Linked DNA regions of Hordeum vulgare: region 2 is linked to region 1. Evidence: chromatin contacts called from public Hi-C data. All regions are on one chromosome and are shown on one strand. The core of a region is the stretch at or near the end of the contact, and the rest is flanking DNA. Distances in the headings are between cores, read along the strand shown. Region 1 holds the start of LOC123444262 (myosin-17-like). Region 2 holds the start of LOC123444264 (protein PLASTID MOVEMENT IMPAIRED 1-RELATED 1-like).

Region 1 (5,224 bases), core at 806-3,305:
ATAGGTCTGAAACTCAAGATAATAGTATTAGAAAGAAAGAGAAAAATGAGGCACTTGCTTTAATGATCCTGCACTCGACATCACAAGATATGATCACTCACATATATTATATTTTTTGCATATCTGACAGCCAAATTATCCAGAACACCTGGCTCATGCAAGTACGATAACCTTGTCATGTCATCGACTCCATCAGGTGGTGCTTCTGTGTCTTTAGGATGTACATCTGATACATTTGCAGTAACCTGGTTGCACAAACAACAGTGTAACCATGTGGTTTCCATGACAGAAAACTAACTTTCATACTAGAAGAATATCACATGCAATTCTTCATCATGGTTGGGAAAAAAACGGGGAAAGAACCCCAAAGTACAACAAATTACACAAGTCGAGAGAGCCAACCACTGCATCCCATACAAACTCCTCTAACACTCAGGAAGCGACGCTAGTAGATGCGACTGAAACAGAACCTATTTCATCCTTGGTCTGGTTGAAGAAAACATCTATCGGTGTGAAAATCTCTCAAACACACGACCGTTTCTCTGCCTCCAAATAGCTCAAACAACAAGCACACTCTTGCTTAATGAAACATTCAGAGATTGACAGTCAATGATACAGAGAGTAAATTGAAGTTCAAAATGCACTATTTGTCCAAGGTCCAACCAAGTCCAAAAGTAACAGGGATGTTACAGAAACCATGGACACATACCGTCTTTCCCTTGGTTGTACGAACATGAGCATTTTGGCCATCAATTTTGAAGACCTCCCCATCAATCCAAGCTAAATCTTTGTCTGCCACCCATACATGAGAGCCTATAACAATGTTTAACACGGGAGCCTGCACACGTGACAAGTGACAAATTTAACATGTCAAATAGCTCGAAATTGTATGCAAATGGATCATACATCTGCATTGAAATCCGGCATTCCAGTAGATGCCAAACCGATGATGTGTATATATTGATAATATCCCAGGAAAAATGAGCAAAAGAATAATAACACTTGTATATCAGATATGGATGACTGTTGAAATCAAGATGCGTAAAGCAAACCTAAGAATGAGATGTATGATGAAGAAATATCTATGAATTTTGATGACTTCTCATGGTGATATTGCATTGTAATGAACCATTTATCAAACTGAAAATTATATAGATGAAACCTCGAGAATTTAGCTCTGGTTGGTTCAACAGAAACCAATGCAGTTGGCATCTAACTAAACATGTAGAGCAGAGTAATGTACCATCATATGGAAGAGGGCATTGGCATTTAGTTTGATTGCAGTGATTGAGTAAATTTGGACTCTACAAGGGCATAATAAGCATATAAAACTATCCAAAGTCGCACAGAAGAGAAGTACAAACAGCAATACAAGCATGACAGCCTTTTTAACGTATAATAAACTAGCATATATATCCACCTAGTTTAACATTATAAATGTGTAGCTAGTTCACGCAATCTGTGTCTCTGTCCTGAAACTAGACCCCTTGGTGGACGGCCTTCCACAATTCAGCTAAACCTCTAAAAGGCAGTGAAGTCCATTTCATTCCCATCGTTTAGCAAAACAGGCTCGACCGAGTTGTAGGCAAGCAAAGGATGGCAAATGCTTAGCTAGAGCAGATTCATGCTAAATGCCCCACTCGTGAAACCCGTAGAACAACTAGGTCCCGCTACTGTCTAGCTCATTCAGCAGGTGTAGGAATAAATTCACTCGATGAACGGAATCCTCCAAAATTCAGCAGAAATGCCGACTACAATCCACTTGGCTTCCCAGACCCAAGCTCGAAAACCACACAAAATTCTCCCCCAAACCCAGCCAAAAATATGCTGCGGCGGAAGTAGACAAAACCGCACCCCGACACATTGAATTGAATCTCTCAGAAGAGAACAAAAATTAAAAAAAAACGTCGAGCATGACAGGTCAGAGCCAGGCAGCGACGCACCATGTATCATCTGTGGCAGCCGCGAGCAGCCGTAGGAAGAGAATCGGCGCGCGGCGAGAGGCGTTGCGGGAGGGCACGATCGGACGGGAGGAGACGCGGCTCGGCGGCGGTGGCGGCGCCGACGGGCGATCTCCTCCCCTCGGCCCGGTCGCCGATCGCCCCGCGGCGGCGCGATCCGGCTCGGGAGGCGCGGCGGCGACGCGCTTGGGCGGCGGTGGCGGAGGGCGACGCGGGGAGGGGAGGAGCACAGGCGCAGCGCGACAAGGGAGGGGAGAGGGGGGAGCACAGGCAGGCAGGGCAGGGCAGGGCCAGGCAGGCGCGACTCTCATTAACAGGAAAAAGAAATGGCGAATAATCTGGGTGCGCGGCGCGAGGGGGGAGTTCGCCAGCACCAACGTGCGGGATCGGGTCGTCGTCAGCACCACCAGCGCACCACCGCGGCTGCGTGCGGCATTCCTTCCCTTCCCAAAAGGGAGGCTAAAGGTGGGGGAAGGTGGCGGCGGGTGGTAGGATTAGGAACGGGGGACGAACCGGACAGCGACGGATTGGAAGAAAGGTGGTGGCGGTGGTGGTGGATTTGGGGCCAGGAATGGTGGATTCGGGGTTGGATTAGTGCGTGTAAACCCGCGATTCCGACGGTGAAAGCGTCGTCACGGGGACGATTTGGCCGCGGAGGGGCAGGGAGGAGGGCGATGGATTGGCGGGACGGAGCGGTGGCCCACCTGGCCGACAGTTTGGCAGCGTGTCGTCATTAGGTGGACGGATCCATGGGTGGATCGAGAAACAAAAACAGGAGGAACAAAACTCGGTTGCTTTCGGCACCCGAAACTGGAAATCTTTGTACACGCTCCGCTCGCTGCTCATACACGTACGGATTGCGCCGGTACTGGTACGTACTCGTCCAAGGCAACGCCAATCCACCATTCTGGGACGTACGCTACCTTGTGCTTCCTGCTCTTGTGTAGGAGTACTGGTAGTCTGGTAGTACGTCGTACGTATACTCGTCCAAGGCAACGCCAAGCCTGTTGTGTAGGAGTACAACTCATTTTAATAGTGCCAGCTTGACACTTCAGTCCAAGTTGGTTTATGTTTTCCTTGTGTTTATAACACGGCAGAGAGGCGCGCGACGTACGATTCAATTCCGCGATAGCAACGCCTGCTCGCCTGGCTTGCGTACTGCTGATCCATTTGAAAACTGCGGCGTGGAAAATGGAAAAATGGCCAGCTGGGAGCAGTGGACTGGACCTTCTTGTTTCAAGTTTGTACAAAATACCTGATCCGCTGCGGGCGGGCTTTTTCTTTCGGAAGTCATCCTGCGCCTGCTATCGAAAGAGATAGAGTATATGTTTATTTCTTTATTATTTTGCTTTATTTATTCGATTAAGAGATCTGTTTTAAATAAACGAATAATAAACGCCAAGCCTATTCCATTCCACCGAAAAACAAATAATAAACGAAAAGAAACCTATCAAGGCATCGTGACCACGACTGGTTTGTAATAGAAACAAAATTGAATTAAGGAACTGTCTATCACACGTAGGCCGGCTTGACCCATCTCCAAGCATTGATAGATCGGGCAGACACCCGCTTGTCATGGACCCCCGACGCGAAGAAAAGTTTGGCTCCATCCTTCCTTCCTCTCCCTTCTATCTATGCATCAAAACTAGACAAGATTGAAGGTGTAGCAAGGTACAGTTAGGTGGTTGGGCGCGCATAATTGCCCAACAAATCATGGACCGGATTTCTTAATCTCTCTCTTCTTTTTGTTAGTGAGCGAGAAGGGGTTCTTTAATCTTCCGTCCGTGTAGGACAGCAATGGTATTGTTCGCTGTTCATCGATTGTCAGCCATTTATGTATTTTCTCTGTAGACAGAGAACGCGCGCACGGGCGGGGGCTTGCGCTGCGTTGCGTTGCATCTGTCGGTGTCACTGTGTCGGACTCGTGCGGCTACGTGACGTGGGAACGTCCGGCAGAATCTCAGGGGAGGCCTGCTCGTCGAGCGCAGCAGCAGACCCTTGGCACGCGCGCACACGATCGGCTCGCTCTGTCCGCCAGCCGGAGATGGTATACAAAATAGGCAGCGACGGACACATGCGTGCCGGTTTGATTTGATGACACCCAGGTGAAGTTTTTTTTTAACACAATATTGATGCATATGTTCATATAAACGCGCATACCCTCGTTCTTATAAACTTACTCTGTGCATTTTTGAAACTGAACCGAAAAAACATAGCAAAAATAAACCGAACGAGGTTTTGAGCCCAATCTGCGTGGAAGAGGAATGAGTGTTGAGCCTGGCGACCCGCCGAGCGACTCGCACGGCGACGTTGCTTCCAGCGCTATGCCTCCCAATCCCATAGCCCACCCCTCAGGCGCTGCCCCCCCACCTCCTTCTGCTTCGGGCCTTGGCCGTCGGATCGATCGCCGCCGGGAGTCGCGACGGCCCGCAAGTGTCCTCCGTCCTGGGTCGATCTTCCATGCCCGCACGCTCCAGTCCATGTCCCATGGGGTCGCCTTTGACCATGTCGCCTCCCCGCCCCTGTATGTGCCCGACGTTGTCTCGGTCACCCCACCGCGGGCCGCACACTGCTTCAACGCCGCCATCGTCTCATGCATCATGTCCATCTTCTTCTGTGGGACCTCCGAGAAGCTTGCCGCGTCTAAGCATGAGCTCCTAATGTTCTCGGTCCTTGTTGCGAGTCCGACACTAGTGCGGGTCATGGTCGCCGCCGGCGTCCCATACAGCGCCTCCGTCAAACTCGTCCTTCACGCCTCCGTTGACGATGCGCGCCTCGCTGCGCGGGCCCTCCCACCTACCGCCCCTCCTGTCTTAACTGTGAGTGCTAGGCACGTGGGCCGGCCTAGCCTTTCGACACGTCATCGACCCATACCCCCCCCCCCGGTCCATGCCGCCCCCGCTCCTTCCGCTCCCTGTGCACGCGTATGCGCCCGGATTGCCCGACGTCGAATTTGCTCCCCATCCCACCCCTATCGTTGTCGGAGGGAACCTCCCGTTCTCAACGCATGGGCTGGCCGCCTGCATTGATGCCCCGCGTTCAACTTCCGTCAACCTCCCATCTGCCTCTCCACACCCGTTCCTCCTAGCCCTCTTAACCCCCCCACCCATCGACTGCCCCTCCCGTGTCTCCCACCCTCTCCTCTCTCTCGGCGGGTGCTTCTAGTGCCTTTCGACGAGGCACTTTGTCAGGGACTGTCGCGATCCCGTCCGGTGTCGTCGGTCCGGTCACCGCGCCAGCTCGCGTAGATGTCCCATGGCGCC
Region 2 (5,224 bases), core at 1,839-4,338, 190 kb after region 1:
GCTCGTAGTTACGCAGCGGGTCACGCAATTGAACCATAAGAGCAACCGTGAAGTTGTTCCCCAACAAACCCCATCTCCTACCAGATCTCCTACTCTTTTTGTCTGAATTCTGGCGTTCACCAAGTAGGTCCATTGATTTGGCATGGTGAGCAGCAAGTATTTTCGATGTACGGTCACTGAACTGCTCCTCTTCATCCACTACTCCAGAATCAAGCCTCATCCACTCATCTAGAGTGATCGATAAGCCCATTAATCCATCAACATCTCCACCAGTATGTTTAACATCAAGAAGCTGCAATCCTGCAGTTCCTTCCAAACCAAGGGACAAAGCGTTCTCTGCGCACTTTCCTTGCAGAGATGAAATTTCTCCAACAGGGTGGGCACTGATATTGGAGGGTGCCTCTTCTTCGGACATGCCAGATTGTATCCTCAGGCCCTCAATAGAAAGGGCTTCAATCTTTTCCATAGCTAAGGGGGCAAGATCCTCAAGTGAAACATATTCTGAAGCACTTATCGCACCCAATGATGATGACAGATCAGCACCTCTCCCTTTCTTCTTCTTCTTTCCTGAGGCAGCATTGCTGGCCCCTGCAGCATCCAAAGTATGATTCTCCAATAGGTCATATCTGCATTGATTAGAGCAATATGTTTTAGCCAGGGCAAATGATGAAGTATTAAGAAGTCATGAACAAGCAGGACAAGAAATATTTCTAACCTTCCTGAAGACTCCAGAGCAGGAGAAGCCTCCCAGGCGAGCTGCTGCATCATTTTGCCATTGACATCTTCTAAGGGCATAAGTTTGTTTGCTTGCATCGATAGCTTTTCGATCCCAACTGAAGCTAGACCATGCAATATCTCCATAATTCCAGAGCCCATTTCTGCTGGCAGTACGATTGGAGAAGAAGCCTGCATGACCAAGCTACAATTGTTCTTTGCATTCTTGAAAAGAACTGGATTCATTGACCGCAGAAATCCACCATCCTCTGTCTGAATAAATGGGCCCAAACCATCAGCCAAAGGTGGCAGCTCAAGGGGCTGCTCAGGTGGTAGCGCAATGGGGCTACCAAACCCACTTCTACTCCCAGGTGGAGAAGATTGGAAGGACTCCTCATTTAGCCCAAATTGGCGCATCAAAGCCTCAGTTTCCTCGCCTTCCAGTGACTTGGCTCTAAATGTGGTGTCTATGGGCGGAACTACATGCTGCAGCTCAAGTTCAGCCTCGCGTATGATTGTGGAGAGATCAAAATCCTCTGCGACATCTTCACAACTAGGTTCTTCCACCCCATCTTCGAAATCCAAACCAAGAATACAGTCCCCAGATTCTAGAGCTTCCTTTTCAAACTGCTTCCAAAGCCTCTCTCTTGGTGACTCCGGATCACTATCTGAGGTTACCCCAGATGGGCTATGAGCTATCCCAAGCATATCCAAAAACTCATTAGCAACAAAATCGGATGAAGCATCCATGCTGCGTGATCTGCTCTTCCTACTGGTGGAATTGCAACTATCTTCCGCACCAATGCAGCTCAATCGCCTAGAATGCTTATCCTCTATAATTGGTGAGTCAAATTCCTCAGGTTCAACAATTGAGAATTTGTTGAATATACCCTCCAGAACCTCCAGTTCTGTATCTGATGCAAACTCACCATCTTTTTCAAATGCGGCGGTAGGAAGCAAGGCTGCTTGGACAGATGCATCCCGCTTGTCTCCCACATCATCCATTTCAAGAGCAACATCACTGAGTTCCTCTTCCAACTTCACTTGAACAGTCTCCTCTTTAGAAAGACCGTCAAGTAATAATGCAGGCTTGGTCGTTCCCTCTTCATTAGCTTCATGCTTAAAATCCTCCTCTCCATCATCCACTTCAGCAGTTTCCACATGTTTGATCTGGCCAGGATCCTCCAGGGCGACCTCAACTCCATGCTCAACCACATTGAACTCTGCACCATCGCAATCACCCTCTCCCTTCCTCACCTCTACGGATGTGCAATGCTTTGACTGCGGTGAACCATCCTCCTCGCACTCTACTGTCGCCGTCTCATCCTTCATCGCACTCGCATTAAGACCAGCATCACCAACAAGAGGTAAGGCCTTGACAGGCCTCGGCAGAACCTCGTGCAACACCCTCACGTCCCGGCTCCGTGGCGGCACCTTTGATGGTGACTGCACTGACACCTGCCGCGCCATGGAGCCCCGTCTCAGCCCGGCCACTTCCCCTCCCTTGCGCTGCTCCCCACCTCCGCCCACGAGCACGCAGGAGAAGGTGACATTGAGCCGGGCGCCGCGGGCGACGCCAGAGAGCCGGAAGCTGGTGCTCCACTTCCCAAACCCGGAGTCGCCGCCCTCCTCGAGGTCGTCGATGGAGAGCGGCAGCAGGCGCGTCAGGTCGACCTCGTGCTTGCCGAGCTCGAGCGCCGAGGCGGCGACGGTGACGACGAAGGCCCGCGGCTCGTACTTGACGGCGTTCTTGGCCCCGCGGGAGAAGTAGACGGGCGAGCGCTGCGTGAGCGGCTCCTCGAAGGCGGCGGCGCCGAGGGCGGGCGCGACGGGGCGGGTGGAGGCGCAGGCGGACAGCCGGCGGAAGTGGACGGAGACCGGGGAGCCGTCGAGCGCGGCGGGGAGGCCGTCTACGGAGTGCGCCTGCAGGGTGAAGGCGCAGTCGAGGCGGCGCCTGCCCAGGTGGGAGATGGCCGTCAACGACTTCTTCCAGAAGGACGAGGAGGAGGAGGAGGAGGAGGTGGTGGTGGAGAGAGCGGAGAAGGAGGAGGTGGAGGCGGAGGGCAGGAGCTTGCGGGAGGAGGAGGGGGAGGGCTTGAGCTTGGGCTTGTGGTCGGCGGCGGATGGGGCGGCGGGGAGCGGGAGGGAGCGGCGGCGGCGCGAGGGGTCGAGGGAGAGGGCCTTGTGGAGCGTGACGATGTCGCGCGCGAGGGCCGCGTCGCCCGCCTCGGCCGCGCGGTCCGGCGGCGGCGGGCGGCGCGACGACATGCGGGGCGCGCTTGGTTGGGGATTTTTGGATGGGGCGGGGGAGGGGGAGGGGGGCGGCGCGGCCGGCGTGAGGGACAGGGGAGCGGGTGCCTTGCTTGGTTTGTTGTTTACTGTTTGGTGGGCTTGGCTTGGCTAGCTGCTTTTGTTTAGCCTAGCTGGAATGGGAATTCAGATCTGGAGGATTCGAATTCTTGTCTTGCCTTGTGAGACGGACGGGGATGCGGAGGGGGAATGAAAGCGTTGGGCGTTGGAGGAGCTCGTGACGAAAGAGGAGGGCACCGCCGCATGGGGTCGCCTGTGCTCCAAACTTTTATGGGTTGGGTGGTCGTTGACGCAGCGAATGGCGACCGTATTCAAGGTTTTTGGGTCGGGGGTTGGGACGATGCGGGTGCAGGTCAAATCTTCCTGCTTGGTCGATGATTGTGCTGTTTTGTTTATATTTATATATACTCTCTTCGTTTCTTAAATACTTTGTATAAATCTTTTAGATATATCAAGCTAGACTACATACAGATGTATGTAGACGTATTTTAAATTATAGATTCATTTATATTGTTTCGTATGTAATCTATATTAAGAATATGTAGAAACACTTAGATTTAGGAACGGAGGAACTATGTGGTTGTGGCCGTTCATGTTTATTTATTTTTGTGAAAACACTTTCTATGTGTTTGACTTCAATCGTGACGGTACAATCCCAAATGCGTTCAATAGTGACAGTATGCCGGCATCAGCGACCCCACTCGTGTGAGCATGAATTTCCATTCGAATTTGGGCGCAAATCCACAAGCTTCCGTTCATGTTGAAGACCGAGCCGATTGGGTGGATCTTGAGCAAGAAACTCGTGACGGTCGTTGTCGCGTCTCACCGGAACAAGAGGATCGCCGACGAGCACCTTCGCATCCGTGTGGAGCATCTCATTGACATGCCTCACGCCGGGGATAAAACCTGAACCCGAAGCCCGAAGCCGAACCAGTATAGCCCGAACCTGAAGAACCCGATCGCTATATCGGCTAACAAATGTGAAAACCCGAAATATATTTGGGTAATTTGGGTATAAAGCCTGAGTATCCGAATAGCCCGAATAACTGAAACTTGTAGAGCTGAGTAAAACCCCGCACGGCCCAAAAGGCCGATATCCATCCCACGCATCCCCAACGACTTCTTCCAGAAGGACGAGGAGGAGGAGGAGGAGGAGGTGGTGGTGGTGGAGAGAGCGGAGGAGGAGGAGGCGGAGGGCAGGAGCTTGCGAGAGGAGGATGGCTTGAGCTTGGGCTTGTGGTCGGCGGCGGATGGGGCGGCGGGGAGCGGGAGGGAGCGGCGGCGGCGCGAGGGGTCGAGGAAGAGGGCCTTGTGGAGCATGACGATGTCGCGCGCGAGGGCCGCGTCGCCCGCCTCGGCCGCGCGGTCCGGCGGCGATGGGCGGCGCGACGACATGGGGGGTTGGGGATTTTTTGGATGGGGCGGGGACGGGGAGGGGGCGCCGCGGCCGGCGTGAGGGACAGGGGAGCGGGTGCCTTGCTTGGTTTGTTGTTTACTGTTTGGTGGGCTTGGCTTGGCTAGCTGCTTTTGTTTAGCCTAGCTGGATGGGAATTCAGATCTGGAGGATTCGAATTCTTGTCTTGCCTCGTGAGACGGACGGGGATGCAGAGGGAATGAAAGCGTTGGGCATTGGAGGAGCTTTTTTTGACAGAAACTTCTCCTCCTTTATTCATATACTAGAACAGTGGTATCATTTACAAGTAAGGGGAGAACCTCATGAGGTGCTGAATTCAACCAACAACTAGGAGGAGAAAATTTAACTAGCCTAGCAAGTTCATGGGCTACTTTATTACTCCCTCTAAAACAATGATCATAAATAACATGGTTAAACTCAGATGACATAAAGAAACAATCGTCAATAATTGCTGAAGCAACCGAAGAAGAATTGCCATCTTTTAGGGCTTCCACAATCTCCAAACTGTCACAGCTTACCACGATCCTGCTACATCCAACAATTCTTGAAGATTCAGTCCAAACCTGACAGCTAGAGCCTCTGCTGTGAAAATCAAAACAGATGTCTATTCTTTCATTCGTCGTCGCAATGAATTGTCCGTTCTGATCTCGAATGATTGCCCCGACGGATCTTTCAAGCAGATCTTGATCAAACCCCGCATCAATGTTTAGTTTCATATATCCCTTCGCTGGCTTTCCCCAAACTCCAGAACAAAATTTTGCTTTTGGTGAACATGCGATAGTGAAG

Evidence for each region. A called contact is a pair of places that touch in the nucleus more often than the background predicts.
Region 2: a Hi-C map of seedling shows a contact between it and region 1, with 2.7 times the contacts expected there. The contact joins the promoter of LOC123444264 here to the promoter of LOC123444262 in region 1. A contact is called at or near these places in 4 of 6 Hi-C or Micro-C datasets (leaf, seedling and an unstated tissue) and 1 of 1 datasets of contacts at active chromatin or transcription factors (embryo).

The regions. Positions count from the first base shown.
Region 1 is chr3H:461,214,754-461,219,977 of MorexV3_pseudomolecules_assembly, forward strand. LOC123444262 (myosin-17-like) reads right to left here and starts at 2,056. Exons shown (of 51, transcript XM_045120939.1): 1 at 1,944-2,056; 2 at 710-838; 3 at 102-245; 4 at 1-6. The coding sequence starts at 1,946.
Region 2 is chr3H:461,400,052-461,405,275 of MorexV3_pseudomolecules_assembly, forward strand. It overlaps LOC123444264 (protein PLASTID MOVEMENT IMPAIRED 1-RELATED 1-like), which reads right to left and starts at 3,089. Exons shown (of 2, transcript XM_045120941.1): 1 at 716-3,089; 2 at 1-626. The coding sequence starts at 2,982.